Regions from separate parts of the Anas platyrhynchos genome. Here region 2 is linked to region 1. Evidence: chromatin contacts called from public Hi-C data. All regions are on one chromosome and are shown on one strand. The core of a region is the stretch at or near the end of the contact, and the rest is flanking DNA. Distances in the headings are between cores, read along the strand shown.

What was found. Hi-C and Micro-C count contacts between places; a contact is called where the count stands out from the background.
Region 2: a contact with region 1 is called in a Hi-C map of skeletal muscle, with 5 times the contacts expected there. The contact joins the promoter of AHDC1 here to the enhancer-like site in region 1. A contact is called at or near these places in 2 of 8 Hi-C or Micro-C datasets (skeletal muscle and subcutaneous adipose tissue).

Annotation. Positions count from the first base shown.
Region 1 is chr24:4,103,836-4,108,625 of IASCAAS_PekinDuck_T2T, reverse strand. It overlaps WASF2 (WASP family member 2), which reads left to right. Exons shown (of 9, transcript XM_027443714.3): 3 at 548-682; 4 at 1,205-1,358; 5 at 2,478-2,595; 6 at 3,740-3,870. Among named protein-coding and RNA genes, the nearest start is that of CD164L2, 20 kb to the right of the region's middle. Within about 2 kb of position 2,090, at least 2 of the 8 cell types and tissues checked have an H3K27ac peak or open chromatin away from gene starts, as enhancers often do.
Region 2 is chr24:4,187,927-4,192,716 of IASCAAS_PekinDuck_T2T, reverse strand. It overlaps AHDC1 (AT-hook DNA binding motif containing 1), which reads left to right and starts at 1,971. Exons shown (of 7, transcript XM_038167196.2): 1 at 1,971-2,208; 2 at 2,790-2,910. It overlaps LOC119713588 (a long non-coding RNA gene), which reads right to left and starts at 1,768. Exons shown (of 2, transcript XR_005260782.2): 1 at 657-1,768; 2 at 333-585.

The sequences.
Region 1 (4,790 bases), core at 841-3,340:
TCAGACACTGCCACCTGAAGGAACAAAAGGGTCAGTGCTTTCGTCTGTGGTTATAGCTCAGGCTGGAGGATCAAGGACTTGGTCTGCTCTCTAGTTGCAGAGCACTTTGAGCTTGTAAATACGTGCCAGTTACCCTGGAGGCAGGCCTGCTGGAGACTGGGAGCCTTTGAGATTCTCCAGAGCAATAAAAACCTAACTGTGTTTTCTTGTCTAATAAACAGAACAGCAGAGGATCTTAAAGGACCGGCAGACCCATCCAGATTCAGACCAGGATAATGTTCTCAGCCCCTCTTTTTTTCATCACTTTAATACTGACTTGACTGTGTGTTTCCATTGTTCCTTTACGGCCTAAAGATCCCTTAGAAATGCCAGGTTTTGGTGGAACAGAGCATTGTCTTCCTGGGTATTAAACTTAACGCTGACAAACTTGAAAAGAAAGTGCGGTTCTTTCTTCTTCCTTCCTTCCTTCCTTCTTCAGGAGAACAAATCGGGAGGTTGCATGTGGGCTGTGGCTCGTGGGGGTAACGTGGACGCTTTAATATTGCAGGTAAATTTGCAGAAGACATATTTGGAGAGTTGTTTACTCAAGCCAACACTTTTGCCTCTCGGGTGAGCGTTCTAGTCGAGAGAGTTGACCGCTTGCAAGTCAAAGTCACTCAGCTGGATCCCAAAGAGGAAGAAGGTAATGGAGTGGAGCAGAGTCCTTGCAGACCAAGCGTGGTAAAGATCCTCGGTGAATCAGCATGCTTGGTTCATGACCCTACAATAAGCCCGGTGCTGTGATTGGTGTTGGAATGGCTTCTCTTGGGCTAAGAGGGGCTGTTTCCTCCCCTCCCAGAAAGCACCGTGCTGCTCGTGTGGGCAGCCTTTCTGGCTGAGTCGAGACGTGGTTGTTAGCAAGTCTCCACGTGGAAACTTGCTCCTCAGCAGCTTGATAGCCATGCATTTCTTGGGTCTTGGGTGCAGGGGTTTGGAATCACATCTGTAGAGACACGGCTCTTGAGAGTTCCTGCAGCAGATCTTGGCATGACATGATCTGAGATTTGCTGGATTTCCCGAGAGATCTGTGGGAAAAGGAACCTGACCTTAAGAAGTGCTAAGCACGCCAAGAACTCCAACTGAAATCAGATGTTTGCTACTTGATCTCCAGTGTCATTGGCCTGGGTCAAGCTGTTCTTCACTTGCTCTCTCCTCTCTCTTACAGTCTCTCTGCAAGGCATCAACAGCAGGAAGGCCTTCAAAAGCTCCACTACTCAGGACCAGAAGCTCTTCGACAGAGATTCTCTCCCAGTTCCTGTCCTTGAAACCTATGGGACCTGCAATACTCCTCCACCTCTCAACATTCTCTCCCCATACAGGTAACACTGCAACGCCTCCTTTGGCCCTGGTGCCGTTACAGAGCACCTCTTCCTGCCAATTTGCTGAGGAGGTCATCTTCCATCCCGTGCTTTATTGCACTAACAGTCTTCAGTGGGAAATATTGTTGCCAAACTGAGGTCCACCAGGAAATCTCCATCCTTGGGATTACCTGAAACTTTGCTTTTGAGGCTGTACAAATGAGCATAGCTCGAAAATTATACGTTTGGTTACCCGCTGTCACTTTTGTGACTGCCTTGGGGCAAGGCTTGGCTGGCACTGCATAAACATGCTAGGTGTTGTGCAGATGATGCATTTTTCCTGTGCTTCTCTGTAGCCCTGTGGCTCCTTTCCAGAAAGCCGCAGTGCAAACTGCAGAGCGTACATCTGTATGTGGCTCTCACCCAGGTGGGTGCAGCAGACTCCTGTAGGTCTGGAGATACGTCCTGTGGCCTTCAGTGCCTGGCCTGAGACATCTGGTGTGACCTACGCGGGCTGTGTAACCAGTTCTTAGCAGTCCTGCCGTGCCATTTCATCTCGTATGAAGTAGAAGTAAGGGGGTCAGAATGCAGAGACTTAGCCCACATCCATAAATATCTTTTGAACAGGTAAAAAGTAATTACAGATAGCTGGAGGCAGCTGTCTTCTGCCAGACGCGGCTGCACTGCAAAGTAGGAGAGTGTGTGTGTGCGTGCACATGCGCTCATGAGTTTCAAGGACGCTGCCGGTCTGATTTAGGGTTCCTGGGCTGGGAAGAGCTTTTTTTCGCACCAAAAATACAAGACAAACAAGTGGGAGTTGGAGTGAGAGACCTGCTGCTCTCCTGGCGGTTGTTCAGAGCGGCTGAGTTCTGCAGGTGCCGAAATCCAGAGTAATGGAGAGTTGGTGTGAGGGCGAAAGCGATGGCAAGTAGGAGAGCTGGGACGAGCGGTGGCTGCTGTGGGGCGGGGGGGCTGCTGCTTGTTTTGAAAAGGAGGACGGAGGCGAGAGCAGAGTGTTTGACCTTCTCACTGCAGATTTTTAAACTATTATCTGGGGTTGTGACTTGTGTTTTCTTTGGGCTTCAAACAAACGCGTGACTTGGCCCTTCTTTGTGTGTGTTTTTCCCTTCCCTGTTCTAGGGACGATGGCAAAGAGGCACTTAAATTCTACACGGATCCTTCGTATTTCTTTGACCTTTGGAAAGAGAAAATGCTGCAGGACACCAAGGATATTATGAAAGAAAAGCGGAAACACAGGGTGAGGAAATGGGAGATCTCTGCCAACAGAAGCATGTCAGGGTGGGAAAGGAGGTGGGAAGTGTTAATGAACCATGGACTCCAAAGTTGCTATCCAAAATTCAGGTTTGCTCTCTTAAGCTCTTCAGGGATCAATTCAGAGAAGTTTTTATCTGGTTTACTTTCATCCCTGTTAATTAAAAAAAGACAACAAAGATATCCTTAATCTGTTTTTCCAAATACCACCTTCTTTGTATGGTTATAATGGCTTAATTTGTAGTCTTCAAACATAGCGCTGGTGCAGTCAGCAGGGGAGAAAGTTGTATCGGTCTTTTTGGTACTTCTGACATCACACGGGGGTCTGTTCAGCACTGAAGTGGTGCAAATCCCACTGCCCCAACATCATCGTTTCAGGTGCTGTAAAAAATTCTGCTGTGGGAGTGTAAAGATTGGCGAAAATATCCCTTCAGGAGTGCAAAAACAGGCCATAATGTTAAATTAGGGGCAATCAAGAGGCTTAGCAAAACCCTCTGAGCTGAAAGCACCAGGTAGAGCTCCTGATTTGATTGCCTGAGGATTTGGACCCCTCTTCCCCAACACCGAAACCCACACCATAAAAGATTCAATTTGAGCATACTTTATTTAGCTTTTGAGCAACAGAAGTATTAAATATCCAAACAGATCGTGCTCCTTCTAAATCAAAATAACAAAGGAGGGAGCTGGGGCATGTCAGAACACAGAAAAGGAGCAGTTCTTTGTGGGCAAGCATCCACATTGCACACCCAAAGCACTTAACGCCAGCAAGGTGCTGGTGAGATTTGGCAGTCTCGATGCAGAGGCCAGAAGCTGAATTGATGAGGGGCAGCTGAGCTTTCCCTCTGCCCTCCAGGTGGTCATGCCAGGGTGTAACAATGGCATCATGTCTGGACTGCGCTAAGGAAACTGGATGCTGTTTTTTTGATGCTGTCTGCGCTCCGTCTCCTTTGTTTGGGAGGTCTTTGGAGCTTTCAGCAATCGGGAAAGTGAATGAAAAATCCTGGCCCTCTTTGAGAATGTATTTTCTTGCAACTGCTGCGTCTCCGTCCTATCCCTTCCTGTTCCCAGTGAGTTTAAAGCAAAAAGAAGGCTTTTGTTTGATCCCTCCTCCCTTTCTTTTCCTCCTGTAGAAAGAGAAAAAGGAGAATCCTAACCGAGGAAATGTGAATCCACGGAAAATTAAAACCCGGAAAGAAGAGTGGGAGAAGCTGAAAATGGGACAAGAATTTGTTGAGATAAAGGACAAACACGGTCCTGCTGGGTAAGCAAGTCTGGGGCTCTCTGCTCAGCTCCCCAGCGAGGGGGAGCAGGCGGGCGTTGTTGATTGTAATGCAGTGCACCCTGCTCTGCAGCTTCTCCAGATCTGCTGCACAGCGTGGATCGATACCGCCACTAATCAGATTCTCCAAAGTAAATCCGTCTGCTGATTTAAAATTTGCTAAATAAATCAGGGAGCTACACGGTTGAAACAAGGTGGCAGGAACAGCTCCAGCAGCAGGTCTGCTCTCAGCTGCCTGCCTTGCGGGCACAGAGGTGTCGAAAGCTGCGGCTCCCTGTCCCGGCGCAGCGCCCTGCCCATCGCACCGAGCCTCTGGGCCTGACGCTGAGGAGCAGGGTGGCATCCTGGTAGTAGCGTGTGATTGCTTTGTTACATTTCACAAATGGCTCTTCACACCCCAAAGTTGAAGCGGGGGCAGTCCCCAGCCAAGTATTTCGAGCTGCAGATCTGTCTTTAGCTCTGCTGGCTTGGGAATTCATTTAACTTTTGACACCAGGCAGGCTGGAAGCAGCCCGCCTTCCCCACAATGCACTTCTCGCCTGCTTGCTCCTTGCAGCTTCCTTTCATATAAGAAAAATCTCTCTTTAAATCACACTCTCCAGCTAAAAATAAAACTTGCTTTTAGTTTAATAGGAGAGCAGGTTTGGTTTCTAGCAGAGGAACCGAGCAGCACAACAGCACCATTTTCTTGCTCCTCTGTTTTTTTTGTGGGCATGCGTCCACACGTTTGAATTCTGTTGTGGTTCGGAGCCCCCAGGAATTGGGGGGTTTCACCACCCCACCCCACGAGCTCACTGAAACTTGAACGTGAGCGTGGTCTCTTCCTTCAGCAATATTTCAGCTTTGGATGTTTGCTTTTAACGGCATCGCTGTTGGGTGTGCTTTCTGATAATCTATGCTCA
Region 2 (4,790 bases), core at 722-3,221, 84 kb before region 1:
TCCCCACGAGCGTCCTGCCCCAAAGCAGCCCTGAGGCCAGCTGGGGACCTCCAGGGACCACCAGCGGGACTCAAGGGGGGGACAAACCCACTCCTGGGGACAAGCAGGGTCACCCAGCTCGATGGGGGGGTGCTGGGCACCCATGGGAGCCCGGCAGAGCCCCGGTGGGTGCCCCTCTGCAGGGACCCCGCTGCGAAGAGCCTCGCTTTGCTCCTCCTCGCCCGCTCCCAGCCCTGGCGAGGGCTCGGTGCCAGGCGGGTATATATATTTTATGATAACTATAGAGATGCACTTCAAACCTGACAAAGGACTTTGACAGTTTTAAGCATCTCTTTGATTAATACATGACCTTTTAATGCTTCGGATTAAATTAATAAATCTTTTACATTCCAACCCATTCTGCTTGCAGCGTAATGTTTTCTGCACGACCTCCTTCTCTCCCCGCGCACGCGAGGCATCCCCCCTGTCCTGCTGTCCCACGGCACCCGGGGCAGGTAACATCAAGGCACGGCCCCTGCAATATTCATACGGTGCAGAGCCCCGCGAGGCGAGCGGGGAGGGATCCTCCTCAGGTTTGAACCATCCCTAAAAATAGCAAGAAAATTCAAAGCTGACATTCAGGGCGAGGGGACGAGGAAGGCTGCAAAGTTGCTCACTCAGCCACCAGCAATTGCAGCGATCCTGTCTGCGTGTGCAGATTCCTCTGCTGACCGGGCTGGAGCGCCGGGCCTCCTCTCCGCAGGGTTTGCAGGAGCTGGGAGCGATGCAGATGGGTCCCCGTCCTCACCCCGTTCCCAAATCCGAGCCTGCTGGGGTGAGCAGAGCCCAGGGATGCAGCTGCTGGCATTTCGGATACGAAGCGCGGCGATGCGTCCATGCTGGAAGGCAGCTCTCCATCCGACCCCAGTTCAACCAGTTTGTCCCAGTCTGGCGGCGGAGCTGGGGAGCCCGGCACGTCTCCTGAGCGCCGATTCCCTCCCTGCCGCCTGTTGATCCCCGACCACAGATGAAAACCCAACGTGCAGCACGGCGGTGAGGCAGAGGGCTGCTGTGAAGCCAGGTGCTGCGTGTCTCCCTGCACCCATGTGTTATTTCATCGATGACTCACGTGTTATTAGCAGCCGAGCAATATTCCCAATTCCCTGGAGTTAACCCTTCACTCGTCACTCACAAAACCACGGTGTCACAACAAACATCAGCGGCATTATCCGCGTTAATTATATTGTATCTGGGAGCATTAACATCGGCGCAGCCTTGGAGGGAAGGCGCTGAGGATGCTCGAGGAGCCACGAGGAGGGAGGTCACGGGGCACGATGGCAGCTGGGGGACATCTCCCCGCCCTGCCACCACCGTCCTGGGTGGTTTTGGTCACCACCTGCGCCCCCCCGGGGTCCCCTCTGTGCCAAGGGGGACATAGCCAAGGGGGGACCCCTGCACAGCACCGTGCCCTGGGGGTGGGGGAGCGGGGTGTTAGCAAACAGAGGGGAAGTTTCCAGCGCTGCCAGGCCCTAGCCACGGCTAACTTAAAAAATAATAATAATTAAGTGGAAAAAAAAAAAAAAAAAAAAAAAAGGCTAATTAGGTGGCTTCAAGGGGGTGTGCCACGGGGGAAATTCGGACCGAGGATTGGGGCGGGGAGGGGGGGGGGTCTGCGGGCTGCCTGCGTGCCCCCCAAACCCCGCATCCTACCGGGGAGCGCAGTGCGGGTGCAACCCGGGAGAGGGCAGCAATGCCCCGTGCATCCCACTTGTGTGGGGGGGTGGGCATCCCGGGGGGTTGGGGAGGGGGGGGGGGGCAAAACACCCTCCGGGTGGATGCCTCCCCCCCCAAAAAAAAAAAAAAAAAAAAAAATTGAATCCCCCCTCCCCAAGCAGAGCGCGGAGATGCGCGCCCCTTGCGCGCCCCTCCCCGCTTCGCGCCGACGGGGAGGAGAAAAGCGGGGAGAGGAGAAGGGGCGGGGGGGGGGGAAAAAAGGAAGGAGGGAAGAGAAACGAGAAGGCGGGGGGGGGAGAGAAGGAAGGACTACAAGGCCCGGCATGCCCCGGCGGTGCTGCACGGCTCCCCGGGGTGCCGGATGCTGGCCGTGCCGCTGACAGCGGAGCGAAGCGGAGCCGCGGTCCCCGCCGCGCACGGAGAGGGCAGGGCGCGCCGCGCCGCCGGCTCCGCTCCCCCCTTTCCCAGCCCCCACAAAGCCGGGAGCGGCAGAAGGCAAGAGCGAGGGAGGAGGAGGAGGAGGAGGAGGAGGTGGAGGAGGAGGAGGAGGAGGAGGAGGAGGAGGAGGAGGAAGGGGGGAGGCAGCAGCAAGCCAGGGCTCTGCTGCGCTGTGTCTTTCTTTGCTTTCCGCAGGCGGCTGAGCGGCGGAGGCGCAGAGGGGAGGTCGGTTCCCCTCCGCCTCCCGCTCCGCTGCCTTTTGTGTGTGTGCGAGGCGAAGGGGGGGGGGGGGGGGGGGGAGAGAGAAAAAATTTGAAAAAAAAAAAAAGAGAGAGAGAGAGAGGGAGAGAGAGGAGGGAAAAAAAAAAAGCGGAGGAAAAAAAAAAAAAAAGAGGAGGAAAAAAATAAGAGGAGGATAAAAAAAAAATAGCCGAGCGGCAGAGGGGGAGAGAGGAAAAAAACAGGGCGAAAAAAAAAAAAAAATCAAATAGGGGTGGGGGGGCTGGGGGGGAAGAGGGGAAAGGAGGAAAGGCGAGAGGAAAAGAGCAGGCAGGGGACGGAGGAGGGGGCGGGCTGGCAGGAGCGGAGTTGCCTGGGGAGAATGTGAGCAGGAGGCGCTGGAAATGCTCTCGTTGAAGGTGGCGAGCGGTGCCGAGGGCTCCGGGACTCCCGCGGGCGGCCAGGACGCAGCCCCGGCGGACGGCAGGAGCCTCCCCAAGCGGGCGGGCTCCGGGGGGCTCGGAGCGCAGCAGCCGGCGGGTGAGTACCGGGGTGTCCCCGTCCCCCTTCCTCCTCTTCCCCACCCCCGTTGCCTTTGTGTGGGGCTGGGACCCCGGGGGGGGGGTCGTGGCTGGAGGTGGGGGGGTCGTGGGTGGGGAGGCGGAGGGGTAAAGGGGGGAGAAAGGGAGGGAGAAAGGGATCGGGGGTGTTGTTGGGGGGCACCCAGCGTGTTGGTAGAGAGAGAGGGTGGAGGGGGAGGGAGGCGCGGCCCCCCCCCCCCTCCCCGCCGTGTGTGTGTGTGTGTGTGTGTGTGTGTGTGTGTGTGTGCCCCCCCCCCGCTGTCCCCTCCGCCGAAGTTGCGCGCGGCGAGTTGGTGCCAAATTGCAGGAGTTTAATGGCACTTGGGGAGGGGAGAGGGGGGGCGAGGGGAGGAGGGAGGGGGAGAGGGGGGAGACGGGGCTGGGGGGGGCGTCCTGGCGATCGCCCCCTCCTCCCCTCCCTCCCCCCCCCAAGAAAAAAAATCCCCCGCCGTGCCCCATTTGCACGAGTTCAGCCGCCTCCCCCGGCCGGCCCCCCCCCCCGGCTCCCCCCGGGCTGCGAGCGCTGAGTGACAGCTGTCAGAGCCGGCTCCGTCCGCTAGAAGGCGGAACGGAACATGTCAACAAAATTTGGGGTTATCCTCGCAGCCCTGGGGGGCGTCAGGAGCTCCCCCCCCCTTTACCAACCCCCTGACCCCCAGGGCAGAGCCTGCCCCCCCCCGCAACCCGGCTGGGTGCGCGGGGAGCCGGCGGCGGGGGGCACCGGGGAGGGGGTGCTGGCCCCAACTCGTGCTCTCCGCGGTGCATTCCCCTTGCGCAGGGCTCGGCGGGTGCCTGTGGCTTCTGTCCCCCCCCCCAATACCCCAAAACGTGGTTGCCTATCGGATCCTTCCACCCACCCCCCCTGGCACCCCGTTTCCGAGCCCCCCTTTGCGCTTCTTTGGCACGCGCGCGGGGCACCGGGGACCGCGGGGACCCCAAAAGGGGGGGTGGCTGCGGCCACCCCGCGGGGGTCTCTCCGCCGGCGGCCTCGAAAAGCCCCGGGGAGGGAGGCCCGGGGGCAGGTGGAGGCAGCCGGGTCCCTGCTTGTTTACTTGCCGTGGGAGGAACTGGCCCCGGCCGCGACCAGGTGGCCTTGTGCACGAAGCCACTTGGCCGGCTGCTGCGAGAGCAGCGACCAAAAAGCCGCGGTCTGAGCTCATTGTGTGCTCGCTGCGAGCCCCGGCGCGCCGGGGACTCACTCCAGATTTATCCTGGCGTGACAGAGAGCAGAAGCGAGCCCCGAGGGCGCGGGCACGCATCCTGCCCCGACGCTTTGCAGCCGGGAAGCCTGAGCGGGGGGCTTTTTCGGGGGGCAGGCGGATGAAGCTGGGGGCCCCCCGCGGCCCCCAGGCTTTCCAAACCAACCCCCCCTCCCCACCTCACCACCACCACCGCCACCCCCAGGTGTCCCCTTACACACTGGCTCTCCTGCTGGTCTGAGGAATTTGCAGAGGAGGGTGGTGGTGGTGGTGGTGGTGGTGGCGGTGGTGGTGGGGAGGGGAGGAAGGAGGGAGGCAGGGAGGGAAAGCGGGGAGGGGGGGGGGGTTGGGGGGGGCTGGAGAAGGGATGGCGCGGCGCCAAATTCCGCTCTGCCATGTCTCTGTAACCTGAATAGGCCAACTCCATCCCTGGTGCGAGTCCCCCGTGGCTCCGCCGCGCTCCAATGCAGTTCGGCGCGAGGAGGTGGCGTTCGCCCGGCCGCTCTCGCGTCCCTGTCCCCCCCCCAGCCCCACAATTTGCCCCCCAGCGCCGCCACCAGCAGCTCCCCGGACCCAACTGGAGCCCGGCTCCTTCCCTCCGCCACCGAAACCGCCGGCACCGTGCCGGGAGGAGCCGGAG